Linked DNA regions of Delphinus delphis: region 1 is linked to region 2. The links are chromatin contacts, called in public Hi-C maps. All regions are on one chromosome and are shown on one strand. The core of a region is the stretch at or near the end of the contact, and the rest is flanking DNA. Distances in the headings are between cores, read along the strand shown. Region 1 holds the start of CCT8 (chaperonin containing TCP1 subunit 8). Region 2 holds the start of BACH1 (BTB domain and CNC homolog 1).

What was found. Hi-C and Micro-C count contacts between places; a contact is called where the count stands out from the background.
Region 1: a contact with region 2 is called in a Hi-C map of lung, with 3 times the contacts expected there. The contact joins the promoter of CCT8 here to the promoter of BACH1 in region 2. A contact is called at or near these places in 2 of 3 Hi-C or Micro-C datasets (lung and muscle).

What each region holds. Positions count from the first base shown.
Region 1 is chr4:15,644,615-15,650,431 of mDelDel1.2, reverse strand. It overlaps CCT8 (chaperonin containing TCP1 subunit 8), which reads right to left and starts at 3,457. Exons shown (of 15, transcript XM_060010422.1): 1 at 3,318-3,457; 2 at 844-934; 3 at 33-112. The coding sequence starts at 3,377.
Region 2 is chr4:15,423,397-15,429,863 of mDelDel1.2, reverse strand. BACH1 (BTB domain and CNC homolog 1) reads left to right here and starts at 1,777. Exons shown (of 5, transcript XM_060010409.1): 1 at 1,777-1,884.

The DNA of each region.
Region 1 (5,817 bases), core at 2,208-4,707, 220 kb before region 2:
CATTTCTTGGCTTTTTTAAAGAAATAACTTACTTCTAGCTCTCTTAAAACAGTTGCTGCATCATTTGTCACAAACAACTTCTCCAGGTGGTTGATAATCATTTTGTTCATTCCTCAAAAATAACAATTAGAAAAAGAAATCCATTATTACTCAAACCCTTCTCCAAATACTGGGAAAATCTAGTCAAGAAATATAAATTTATATCCATTCCTAAAAATAACTTTGTAAGAACTCAAAACATATTATCTATTCTTTAAGGTTATCTCATAGCCCTATGGCTTTGCCTGACTGCACACCTGTACTCTTTCCTTTTTAATCTCTGATAATGTTTATTAGCGAGGATGCCAATTTTGTCATATTTTTATTCAATCAACACAGCATATTAACATGTAAAAAGACTAAAATAATCTATTTAAAAGTACACTTATTTTTTTGCTTATTCCATAAATCTGTATCAATTAATTCAGTCGATGGTAGGAGACAAGAGAGAATTTTTCTCCCTTAAATTACAATGTCGCTCTATGTAAAAGATCTGTTCCACATCTACAACCGTGAACACTAGGTACTGCCTCAATGGTGAAAGCACTATAACTTTTCTATCCTCTCAATAGGACAAAACGTAACATTTGGATTCCAACTTTTCTAAAAAGATATGAATTGCTGACTAAAGATTAGAAACACTGTACTGGTGTCACTGCGCTATGAAATAAATTTCAATGCCATACTATATTATGGCGAAAACTCTCAATTTACATATAATATCCTCAGAACAAGTTTGAAAGAGCTAGTGCACAAAATTCTATTACAGTACTGTATCTTTTAAAACATGAATTTAGAAATTACCATTTGGTCCATATGCTGTACGAGTTGTCTGGGCAAGCTCCTTGCAAGCCTGTATGTTCCTGTACACAGCCTCTTCCAACCCTGAAAAATGCTGTCAAAAAAAACTTCTGATTAGGCAGGACAGTGAATCTCAATAATTTCTTCATCTGTAAAATGGGGTAATATAATAGTACCTGTTTCAGAGGATTGTTAAAACTATCAAGCAAGATTTATATATGTAAAGTATGATGCCTGGTATTCACAAATGATCCATAGATTTGTCCACTAGTTGAATGAATAAAGCAAGACATTTTTAGGGACCACAGGTACCTACTTACACATCAAAACATAAAACCTGTAATTTTTTAAAAATGTAGTGAAAAGTGCAGGGAAGAGTGCTAAGATTGATTAGAGAAAGCAAATGAGCTCTTGCAGATAAAAATACCTTTTCAGAGTTTATCAGTACTTTCTAAAAGTTGAAATGTAGTCATGAATATTTATTGTGTTAAAACCTGAGCACTGTAAATCCAGCAGTTCTATGTTCACTGGGAATTAACATATCTGCCTCATAAATTTTTAGGAACCAAAGCATACAGATTTTGAATGCTCATTTGAACTGCAATATAATTCCAACATGCACACACTGAAAACTACTGAATTGGTCACAGTACTAAAATTCTCAAGTTTTACACTGGACTTCTTTTAGACTTAGAATTTACCCGTGGTCTCAGATAAATTTCAAGAGCCTACTGTTCATGTGAACATTTTTCTAGAGCTGCTTTGCCCAAGAGAGTAGCCACTTGCCACAAGTGGCTATTTAAATTTTAAGTAATTAATTAAAAATTCAGTCCCTCAGTTGCACTAGGCACAACTCAAGTGCCCAGTAGCTACTTGTGACTAGTGGGTACCATACTGGACAGTCCTGATATAGAACACTTCCATCACAGCAGACAGACAATACTGTTCTAAAGATCTCCTGCCTTACATTGTTTTTCCCCCATCCCCATTCTCTGAGGAACAGTCATCTCTGATCATAAATTAGATCCTGTCAAACCCTTTAATGACTTCCCATCACTTAGGAAAAAATGTAAAGCCCCTGTCAGGGATAAATGTGTAGGCACATTCTAACCCTTGCCTACAACTCTTCTCAATTCATCTCTTATCGTTCCGTTGGTAAGCTTCAGCCCTATTACCTTTCTTGCTTTCTTTTAGCAGGTGACACTCATTCCATCCTCAGGGCCTTTGTACTCACTGGTCCCTCAGCCTGGAACACTTCTGCCTTTAATCTTCGCCACTAAGCACAGAGCTGAGAGTTCTTTCCTGAACATCTTAATTGTTCTATCTACCCCAACCCTTGCTTTTTAATTTTTTTTTCCGAGGCAGATTTTATTTCCTTTATCATTATTTGAAATTATCCTTTGGCCATTTATTATTTCTGCCTCAGAAAAATAAAAACCATGGACGTTCTTCAGCCTTTTAAAAAAGTGAGCAATGTCATTTTCAGCGAAGCTCTTTCACCAATATTTACATTAAACCTTGATATTTACTATATTCACAACATCCCAAAAGTGCATCATGCCAACAAGAACCTAGTTCCCTAAACCTGTTACCATAAATGGAACCACACTATCTACATACCTTTAACTAAGCACAGAAAATATGGGGGACAAATAAACGAACACTACCATTTGAACACAAGAGACACATTTATCAGTAGTGCTTTAAGATATTTTTAAAAAACTAAGCTTCTGAAATTACGTCCAAGATCTCGCCATAAAACAAAGCAGTTTTATTTAGGCCAGGGTGTCACTTACCTTGTGGGTTACAACTGTGATCGTTACAACCCTTTTTGTCCAATCTGCTCAATTTAATAATGAGAAAAGCAAGACCCAGAGGGGTAAGTTTTACATCAAGCTAGCTAACCTAAGTTGCGACCAGAATCCATCCGCATTGTAACCACTGTTTATCCTACTATAACGCACTGCTTCTGCGAACTAAATGGGGAGCCTGCTATTTCTCATTTAGAAAAAAGTTGCCAAGACAGGCCTTTGTCCCTCTCTTAACCGCACCACCCACTCCCCGAACTGTGGCAATCAGCTTCGCAGTTCCCAAAGCAATTTCACCTACGTTGTTTCACCTGTGTCGCCTTCTAAAGGAGAGACTCATCACCCCCGTTTTACGGATGGAGATAAAATGCAGGAGCGGCCTTACATCTGTCCGACAACCAAGTACAGAACGCGGTGTCTGCGGCCTCGTCCCCCACTCGCCGTCTCTGCCCGCTCGACCCTCCCCGGCGTCCGTAAAGAACCAAAATGCCCGCGGGCCTCCGCGGCAGAGCCCTCCCGAGAACACCTCCCTTTCTGGAATCTTCTCTCCCTCCGACCGCAGTGTCGGGGGAGCACGCCCGGCCCGTTAGTACACCCTTCTCCTTCGCCGCGGCCGCCGCTGCCCTACGCCGACTCTCCCACCTCACTCCTCCTTTCTCCTTTCCTTACCTTCGCTCCCTCCTTGAGCATCTGGGCAAAGCCCGGGGCCTTGGGGACGTGGAGAGCCATGACCACTACGCACGGAGCAGTTCACGCGCCCGCTCAGACTATCCGGGAGAAAGCGAGGAGCGCGCACAGCCTCCTGGGAACGCAGCGTGCGGCGGCTTCACGCTCCTCCTCTCTCTCCAGCCGAGTCCGCCCCTTCCCCCAGCCGCCTGGACTGAAGCCTCGCGAGAAGGAGCACTTTGAGCAGTCAGAACTGACTTGACGATCCTCGATCTGGTCGATCGATCGGGCGGGTCGCGGAGCGCGCCATCTGTCTTCCGGCCGACGCACGCGCAGCCAGCCGGGCCGTTGTGGCACGCTGGCGATTTTTCCCTTTGACTAGGCTCGGTGCCCTGGACGTTTGAATTCTGCTGGTTCTGACCTGGAAGCCACACCTTCCAAGATTACCTTACTTGTAATCTTGCAGACCCTCGCATAACATTGGGGCAGGTGTGCGCCGCCCCCCCCCCCTTTTTTTTTAACCAAGGCAGGGCACCTGCCTTCATCCCCAAAATCTATTCGTTGAGCGTGTGCTCTGACTTGGGTGCTGTAGCAGCTCTGGGGACTTGAAGGTGATAATTAAAATCTGTAAGGATAACTGTATACTGAGTACTCCTATGTGCCAGAATCTGTTATTTGTTTTATGTGCGGTATCTTAGCTAATGGTCAATCTTACGAGTTAATTCTTATTATTTACATTTGGTAGAAGGGGAATTTGCAATTTACAAACGGTAATTTGTACAAGATCACAGCGCTAGTAATGTTAAAGCTAGGATTCCTACCCAGATCAGATCGACTGCAAAATGCACGTTGTTAACCAACTACCTTCCTCTTTCCTGGAAATATAACTCCCTTTTACTCTCCCAGAATCCTTTGAAACCTGACCTCTATGTCATCCCACATCAGCACGTGACTGATTTCAAAAGAATTGAATGGTAATAGAATACTTTAAAGAATAATTTCACACGGTGAAAGTAATCCACTCTCCTTGTAGAAAATATGGAAAACTTGAGCAGAACGTTTGACTTGTCTTTTGTTCTTTGATTGGACACTTGCAAATGACTTATTTTCCTTAACTTGGGACAGATTTAATGTGTCTTAAGGAATAATCACGTGTCAAATGTATTATAACATTCTAATGAGCACTTAAAATACATAATTATTAAAAAAATACTTTTGCCACCTCAAAGCAACTGGTATGTGAACCACCTGTTGGGAAACAATGCAAGAGATCAGTGATTCTCAAAGGGACAATACAAGATTTTCTCATGGATTAGCTAAGAAATAAATAAAAACTCATTCATCTAACTCAAAGAGAGCATTGCTTATAAATATAACCAACAACAATAACAACAAAAACTGAAAGGGATTAAAGATGACACTTGATGAAATTTTAATAAAAATGATTGTCTCAAGTCTTGATAAGGACCATTGAAGATAAAACTATTGGTGAATCGAGTTTCCATGGAAAATTTATAATAAAAAATGGATCTTAATTTTAGTAAATTAAAAAGGAAATGGAAATCTGTATGGTAATTTATCAAGAATTAAATTGATTTAATTGCTAAGAAGACTGCTTTTTAGATAAAAATTCATTTATTTTGTATTATTTGGGTTAGATGGTGTATTCATAATTACAGAATCAAAACATCAAGGGCAAAATTTCCACTGGCTCCAAATAGTAGGTCAAATATTCCTCACCCAGAATAGAAAATAAACACAAATCCTCAATGTGGCTTCAAGGACTAGGTTCTGGTCCCTGTTTTCAGCACATGTATCTTTGCCCTCTTGGCCTTCCTCTCTGTCTTCTGGCTGCAATAGCCTGAATAGTTCATCCTGTCTGCTTTACCTCTTCTGCTTCAGGGTCTTAGCCTCTGCTGTTGTCTACCTAGAAAGCTCTTCTGGTCCCTTTTGGCTGAGTTAGTTCTACTCCAGTAAACAAACACTTAGGTTAGAAAACCTTTGATGACTCCCAAGACATTCCCTGTTAGTCATCCTCACAGCTTCTGTGCTCCTCCTTCAGAGCACTTACCATAGTTATAATGACAAAATTAGTTGCAATCTTTCCCAGCTGGTAGGTAGGTGCTGTATTGCCAGCATCTATCACTGGGCATTGCATGAAGTGGAGACTTAACGGATGACAAAATGGGTGTCAGAAAAGAAGACCAAAGAACTGGGAGATGAGGTCTCTATTCATCCCTTCCAGATGTACTTGCTATAAAATCAGGGAACAACACAAAGCAATCAAGATGATTTGCCCAGGAGTTTGCAAAAGGCCAAGGAGACACAGTTCATCCCTCGTATTCTACATGCTCATAGTAGCTTTTTTGTCCTGATTAATTTATCTGATAAATCGATGAGATCTGCCTTGATGAATATATTACCCTTATCCGATCACCCACTGTCTGCTTAGGTGTTGGACCACATTTCTGTCTTTTGGGGAATTTATTCTGTGAATCCCATA
Region 2 (6,467 bases), core at 528-3,027:
CCTTGATATACCTTTGTAAGACTTTTCAAATAATTTAACATATCAGAGCATATGCTAGAAACTTTCACTGCCATTTATTGAGAGTACAGAAGGAAGAGTTCCTCGCAAAGAGGAAGGGTCTGTTCTTCCTCTTGAAGAAATTGCAAAGGTGTGGGATGAAGGAAGACTAGAATTCCACTGGCTTTGGGTGGAAGGTGAGTGAAGACTCAAAAATGCTCAGGTGCATGTAAGAACCCCAGTCCTTCCATGTCTATTTCCAATTGTTCTTTCCTCCTTTCTAACTAAATATTTTTACCCCACCATGAACTCAGGTAGCCTGAAATGCCATCTGCTTCCTACGTCTGGACTATTGCATACGCTCTTCCCTCCCTGGACTGCAGGGCCCCATTCTTCCCAGTTAAGACCCAATGCAAATGTTACCTACTGCCCAAATTCTAGGTCACAGTGAATCACTTTACCCCTTGGACTCCCACACGATTTCACTCATTATTTTCTCGTGTATTTTGGATGTAACTCAAATGTCCCTAAGTCTCACCGCCTGTGAATACAAACGCAGTCATGTTAGTGATAATACCTGACTTCATTAACGTGGCAGTCTTTTTTTGCCCTGAGAGGTCCAGGGCTGTCTTCCGGTGTGCAAGAATGAGCCCACACATCTTGGTGCTGATGCTGTCCAGCCATCGACTTCTTTCTGTCTTTCGACCTGAACTCAAAAACCAACGGCAAAATCCCTTCACAAGATCCCAACTCCAATCAGGTCGGCTGGCACAGTGCCAGAGCGCTCGGGTCTCCCTTTAGATTGATAAGCGTAGGCTTTGCCAGGTGCACATCTTTTCGCACAGTCAGTGCTTTGAACTCCAGAGATGCTAAATGGCTTGGGAACTTAATTTTAACACCAACAATTGGATGAACACCGGAATAAGCAGCAGAAGATGAAAGCCTGACCTGGGCTTAAGATGAGCCGTCTGACACCACTGGGCACTCAACCTGGTTCCAGGTTTCCTGGCGGCCACCACGTAAAGGGAACACCTGTTAGCTGACGCCACTGTTTTCACTGTCAGACAAAAGTAGGGCTGCCAGATGCTTTCTACAAAATCCTGGATGCACTTGATGCATCCCTATCAAGAAGCTCAAGAACCTTGTGAACCTGGGCGCCCCGCCACCCCCAGGAGAAGGCAGAGGAGAAGCTCTGCTGCGGGGGCTGCCAGAAGCTACCCCTGAGGGGGTCTGGTCTGGGGAGGGACGTGGCCGGCTCTCGTCCTCGCTCCTGGTGTCCGCTGGCACCCGATTCCGGGTATCCCGGCAACACTTAGAGCGAGCAGGCCGTCAGGCTTTTCCTTTCTGCTTTCAGCAGGAAAGGAGGAGGTGGTCCTCGGGTGGCTTTTTCGTTCAGGCTGCGGCCTGCGCTCGCACAGGGGCGCTGCCACGGAGGTTGCGGGACCCCGCCGCCGCCTCCTCGAGGCCTGCCCTGCCCAGGGCTTGCGCGATACCTCCCTGCATACCCTCGTGTGGGCTTCGGCTACGCGCAGGAAGCCGCAGGGATCCGCGTACCGAGGCTTCCTGGCTGGCGGGGCGGGGCCTCTAGTGAGGGCGGGGTTTAGGCGCTACAGAGCGGGAAGGGCGGGGTCTCGCGAGGCAGGCCTACGGGGCGGGACCTCGCGAGGCGGGCGGGGCTTGGGCGCCGGGAGGGGGCGGAGGCCGCGGCTGCGGAGGGAAGGGGAGGAACGAGAGGGGAAGGGAGGGAAGGCGAGGGAGGAAAGGGAAAGGAAGGAGAGGGGAGGGGCGGCCGGCCGCGGAGACGGAGTGAGTCACCTGATAGCTGCCCGCGCGGCCCGCCAGGCTCGCTCGCTGCCGTCAGTCGGGCTGCGTCGCGCCTCGGCTCTGGTGAGTGGCTCGCCTGTCCCGGGCGCCCTTCCCCGGCAGGGTCCGCGCGGCGGCGTCTCGCGCGCGGTCTGGGCCGCCGGCCTGTGAGGGGCGGTCCGCGGGCAGGTCCTGGGGAGGCGGTGAGGGAGACCGGGGCTGCTGCTTTTTGGGCGGGGGGCATTAAGCGGGGCCCGCGGGGGGCGGCTGCAGCTCCCCTTCCTGGAAGTGGCCTCGTCCGCCGGAAGGGGCGACGGGTCGGCGCCCCGTGGCCCCGCGCGCGGCCGGCGCCGTTGTTTACGGGCCCGCGCTGTACTTTATCACGGGCCGGCCGGCGGGGGGCCGGGAGGTACTGGGGCCCGGGCGCCCGCTCCCCCTCCCCCGCCTCTCGGGCACCCGGGTCCGAGCCCGGCACCCCCCCCCCCCCCAATCCCCAGCCGGCGCGCGGCCCGCCGGGGCTGTGACACATCAGCACCGCCCGCGCGGCCGGCCCGGCTCAGTATCATCCCTCCGCCCTCTCCCACCACTCTCGTTAGCCGCCGCGTCCGGCGAGCTGTTTGCCTCCCGTCTGCCCAGCCTGGGTGTAGGTCGCGCGTGTAATCACGTAAGAAAGGCCGAGTTCGTGGCTGGAGCAAAAAATACCACCCTGCGGGGCTGGGTTTAGCGAAGATTGGTTTGGGGGCCCGGAGATCCCAGGGCTCCCTTTGTTGGAGTTTTGCCCGCGCGTTGTAATTAAAGACTCCCACAGTCGGGTGAGAGTGGGTGTTGATCGTAGAGACACCAGCTTTGTGCTTGTCTAATGAAACGCGAGTGCCATGGCTTTCTCTTTCTTGCACGGTAGTTTAATGTCACTGAGTAGAATTGTACAGAAGGTTTTTGTGCAGTGAGCCTTCTGCGTTGAATTCGGGCTGATTCAAGGTATAGCGTAGTAGTGATTGTGAAAGAACGTGTGTGGGAAAAACAGGCTCCAATGTCACGCTTGAAGGAACAAAGGCTGTTTTGTAGGGATGCCTATCTTTTGGGAGAATTCTATCAGTATTGGGTCTGGAGGGTGCCACGACTAGGTCTTTGTTCATGTAGTATAACACTGCTTATATCCAGGAGGGTTTGCATTTCAAGCAGTTCCGAAAGATAAAGGGTGGAAACACCGGAGGTGTTAGTGTCAGAGCGCTTGAGCGCTTCACATGGTCAAGCAGAGAAGTGGGAAGAGGCCGGCTGCTTCTTCCTTGTCTTGGGTAGTGGTGCAAGGGCTGGGCTGGGCTTGAAGGCGCTTGCCACTTCAGCCTTTGGATTAAAGAAGCCTGGGGAAAAAACACTTGGTGAGTCAGCTGGGAGTAGGATGGCCTTGGTTTAAGTGATGGCATGGCATCGTGCATTATTGTTGTTTAACCTGTGGCTTTGTCAAGTGGTTTACCATTGTTCAATATGTTGGTTGGCTAACAAGGTAGATGACTCCTTAAAAAAAGTTGGGTTGCTGAGTCATTCGCCCCAGCCTGAGAGGTAATTAGGAACAGCTGGTGCAGATACTCTCATCACATGCCTCCACTGTAAAAGGCCAAGGAGCACTCAAGAGGGGTTGCTTCAGAGGCCTGAAGCTGGGGTTGTCTGTGTTGATACAGGTAATCAGTGGGTGAGGTGCCAGCGCTCTTAGGAAGTGGCCAAGGAGCGCTGAGGTGGTGGGTAAACACAGAGCAGCCTCGTGACCTACTGCCTGAGAAGTTTGTGCTGGAGAGAGCTAAAACTGAGGAAGAAATTTGCAGCTAGGAGTCACCTCTTAATAGTATTGTAACAAAAATATTTACTCTTCTTATTGTACTTAGTTTCCCTTTTGTGGTTTTGTTGTTTTGTGGTTTATACATTTCAGAAAGTGAACTTAATTTGTTCTTCATAAAGATTTCTTTAGGAGAACACAAAAGGAGCCTTCCTCGTGGTTTTCATGGCCCCTGGCTTTTCATACATACACTAGTTGTTTCTGGTGGCAGAGAGGAGGGGAGGGAGAATGTGGGTGAAATTAACAAGTCTCTTTGGGTCAAGTCTTGAAAGCACTGTCTGAAAGCACTGTCGGGTGAAAGGCAAACCATATGGATCATTGTCTTAGTGATGGCGCTGGTGTCTTTCCATCTCGGATCATTACTTCTTGCTTTAAAAATGAGCACAGGACCCAAGCATACAGTCCCTATTGCTAACAGAGTTTAGGGAAGGGAAATGTGGAGTGGGGGGGATCTGACCCTTATCTGTGGTCAGAAGAATGACTGATTCTTATTGACGGTAGCTCATTAAAACATTCTGTAGTAGAAAAAGATGCTTTACGTTTGGGACTAGAAGACATTAAAAATCATGAATTTTTTAGGGATTAGGGCGTCTAAGGTGAGTGCAAGATGATTCATTTGGAAGAAAATAATAAACCCTTGATTTTTTGAAAATTCACTTTTATATAAAATCAGAAAGACATTCATTTTCAAGATATAGGGTAACAGTAGTACCTGCATGTTATATAACTTGGGTTTATGCCACCCCTTTTCTGTTGGGGAACATAAAGAGTTTGTTAACCACTGCCAGTAACACTCTTTCAACAACTGGGGTACTTTTTTTTTAAAACGTGATTTCCTCTTGAAAGCTGTCATTCTTTCACATGTTCTTAATTCATTTTAATTTTTATTTCACATGTAGTTCTATTCTTTTTATGCTGTATTTTAAAGATTAGAAGCTTAAGTGTAAATTTCTTATTGCATTGTTGATGTGGAGAATGGAAATAACAAAAAATACATTGTTGCCTATTACATATAATACCGTGTATTTTGAATTTGGAGACAAGCCAGACGGTTGGTTTGTTTCATGGGTATGATTTGAAGTGTAGTAATAGGTAAAAAGGGTATAATGGGACCACCAGAAGATAATCTGCACATTGGAGTATAGTTTGTATATAACAAGTTCTTTGAAAGATCACTGTTACTCCTTGAAGTCTGCATTTTTGGGGGCCAGGTTTACAAGGGGCCCCTTTAACAAGGATTAATAAGACTTCACATCCAGCAAATCACTTGGGAAGTGGCATTCCCCTGGCTACTTCTCTTCACAGTGCTGATCCTCTCCCAGACTTACGTTTTAAGAATCATCTCGTCCTCCCAATTTTCTGACTAATGTTCTGTTAATGGGAGAATTACTTTAACCCTAAACTCCATTTTCTGAGGGTTCTACTAAATGGAGGGTGTATTTTGTGTGGCTGAATGGGTGACTTAGAAAACTATTACGATTTTTTAAAATATGCCAAACAAGATAATATGCCGAAGCTCAAGGTATGGGTAATTTGAGCATTATTTGCCAGAATCCAGGCCCCTTGGAGAAAGTAAACATTTCAAGACTGCAGATAAAATATAGACTTATACCACCATGAAACCTGGGCTTCTGGCTTAGTGCATAGCATTAAGAAAACTGAAGTTGTAGATTTGATCACTGTACAGTTGACAGAGAAGCAGTAAGCAAAGTCGTTAAAAGTGGGCCATCTGGAGCCAGACTGCCGAAGGTCAAGTTCTTGCTTTGTTACTTACCTGCTGTGAAGCCTTAGACAAGTTACTTCACTTAGTTGTGCCTCTTTTTATCATCTGTAAAATGGGATGATGATAATAGAATCTATATCATAGGGGTTGTTGTAAAGTGCATTAATATGTGTTAAGCAGTTAGAACAGTGCTGGCTCCATATTAAACATCAGTACGCATTAGTTGTTATTGTCTGTTCTTCAGAATCAGGGAAGCGCTTGGTTACACAGCCACATTTTGCAGCCTCCCTGAGCTGCATTTCACGGACTGATCAGAGGAGAGAGTGAGGAGAAGCGTGGGTGTACAGCACGTGGCTGCTACTGGGAAAACAACTCAAGTGAACATTCTGACAAATCAGTAGCAGCATCTCAAACACCCAACTTCTGAGGGCAAGTAACATAGGACATGGCTTTTTAGTAAAGGAATCTAACAGTCCCAGCAAAATGCTCTAGAGGCAGTTTTCACCAGTTATTTGGAATTGGCTTTTGAAGAAATAACATCTGCCATCCTGCATCTAATCTATTCTTCATGTTATAATTGAGGGCACTGTGGTCCAGCAGGGTTAGTAACCTGTCTACCCCCTTCCTGCTTATTAACATCAGGACAGAACTCATTTTTTGATTCTCATAACTGACTTGCAGTGAACATTTAGAATGTAAATTTACCTGCCAGTTACTTCTAAGTATTGTATTTTCTTTAAATGACATGTTTGTGCTAATATAGAAAAATTATCCATGATAAACAGTAAATATGTTTGTCATGTGGCTTCTTGCACCTGTTAGTAATTCAGAAAGGTTGTGTCAAACATTTTGACCATCCTTTTGACTAAAGTGTAAGTTTCTTAATGAAGATACATGTCTTCTGTTTATCTCCATGGAACAGTGAACGTGCTTTGGCTGTTTGTTCAGTAAACTGTCAGTTGCTGCACTAGTATAATATGGATTCATTTTAGTTCTGTGGTTTTGAAACTTGGGGTTTTTTAAAGAGTGAAAGAGAAAACGGTATATGTTGTACCTCTTAAGTTATTTTAAATATGCACCGAATTGAAACCCTTGATCATTTAGAATTCTACT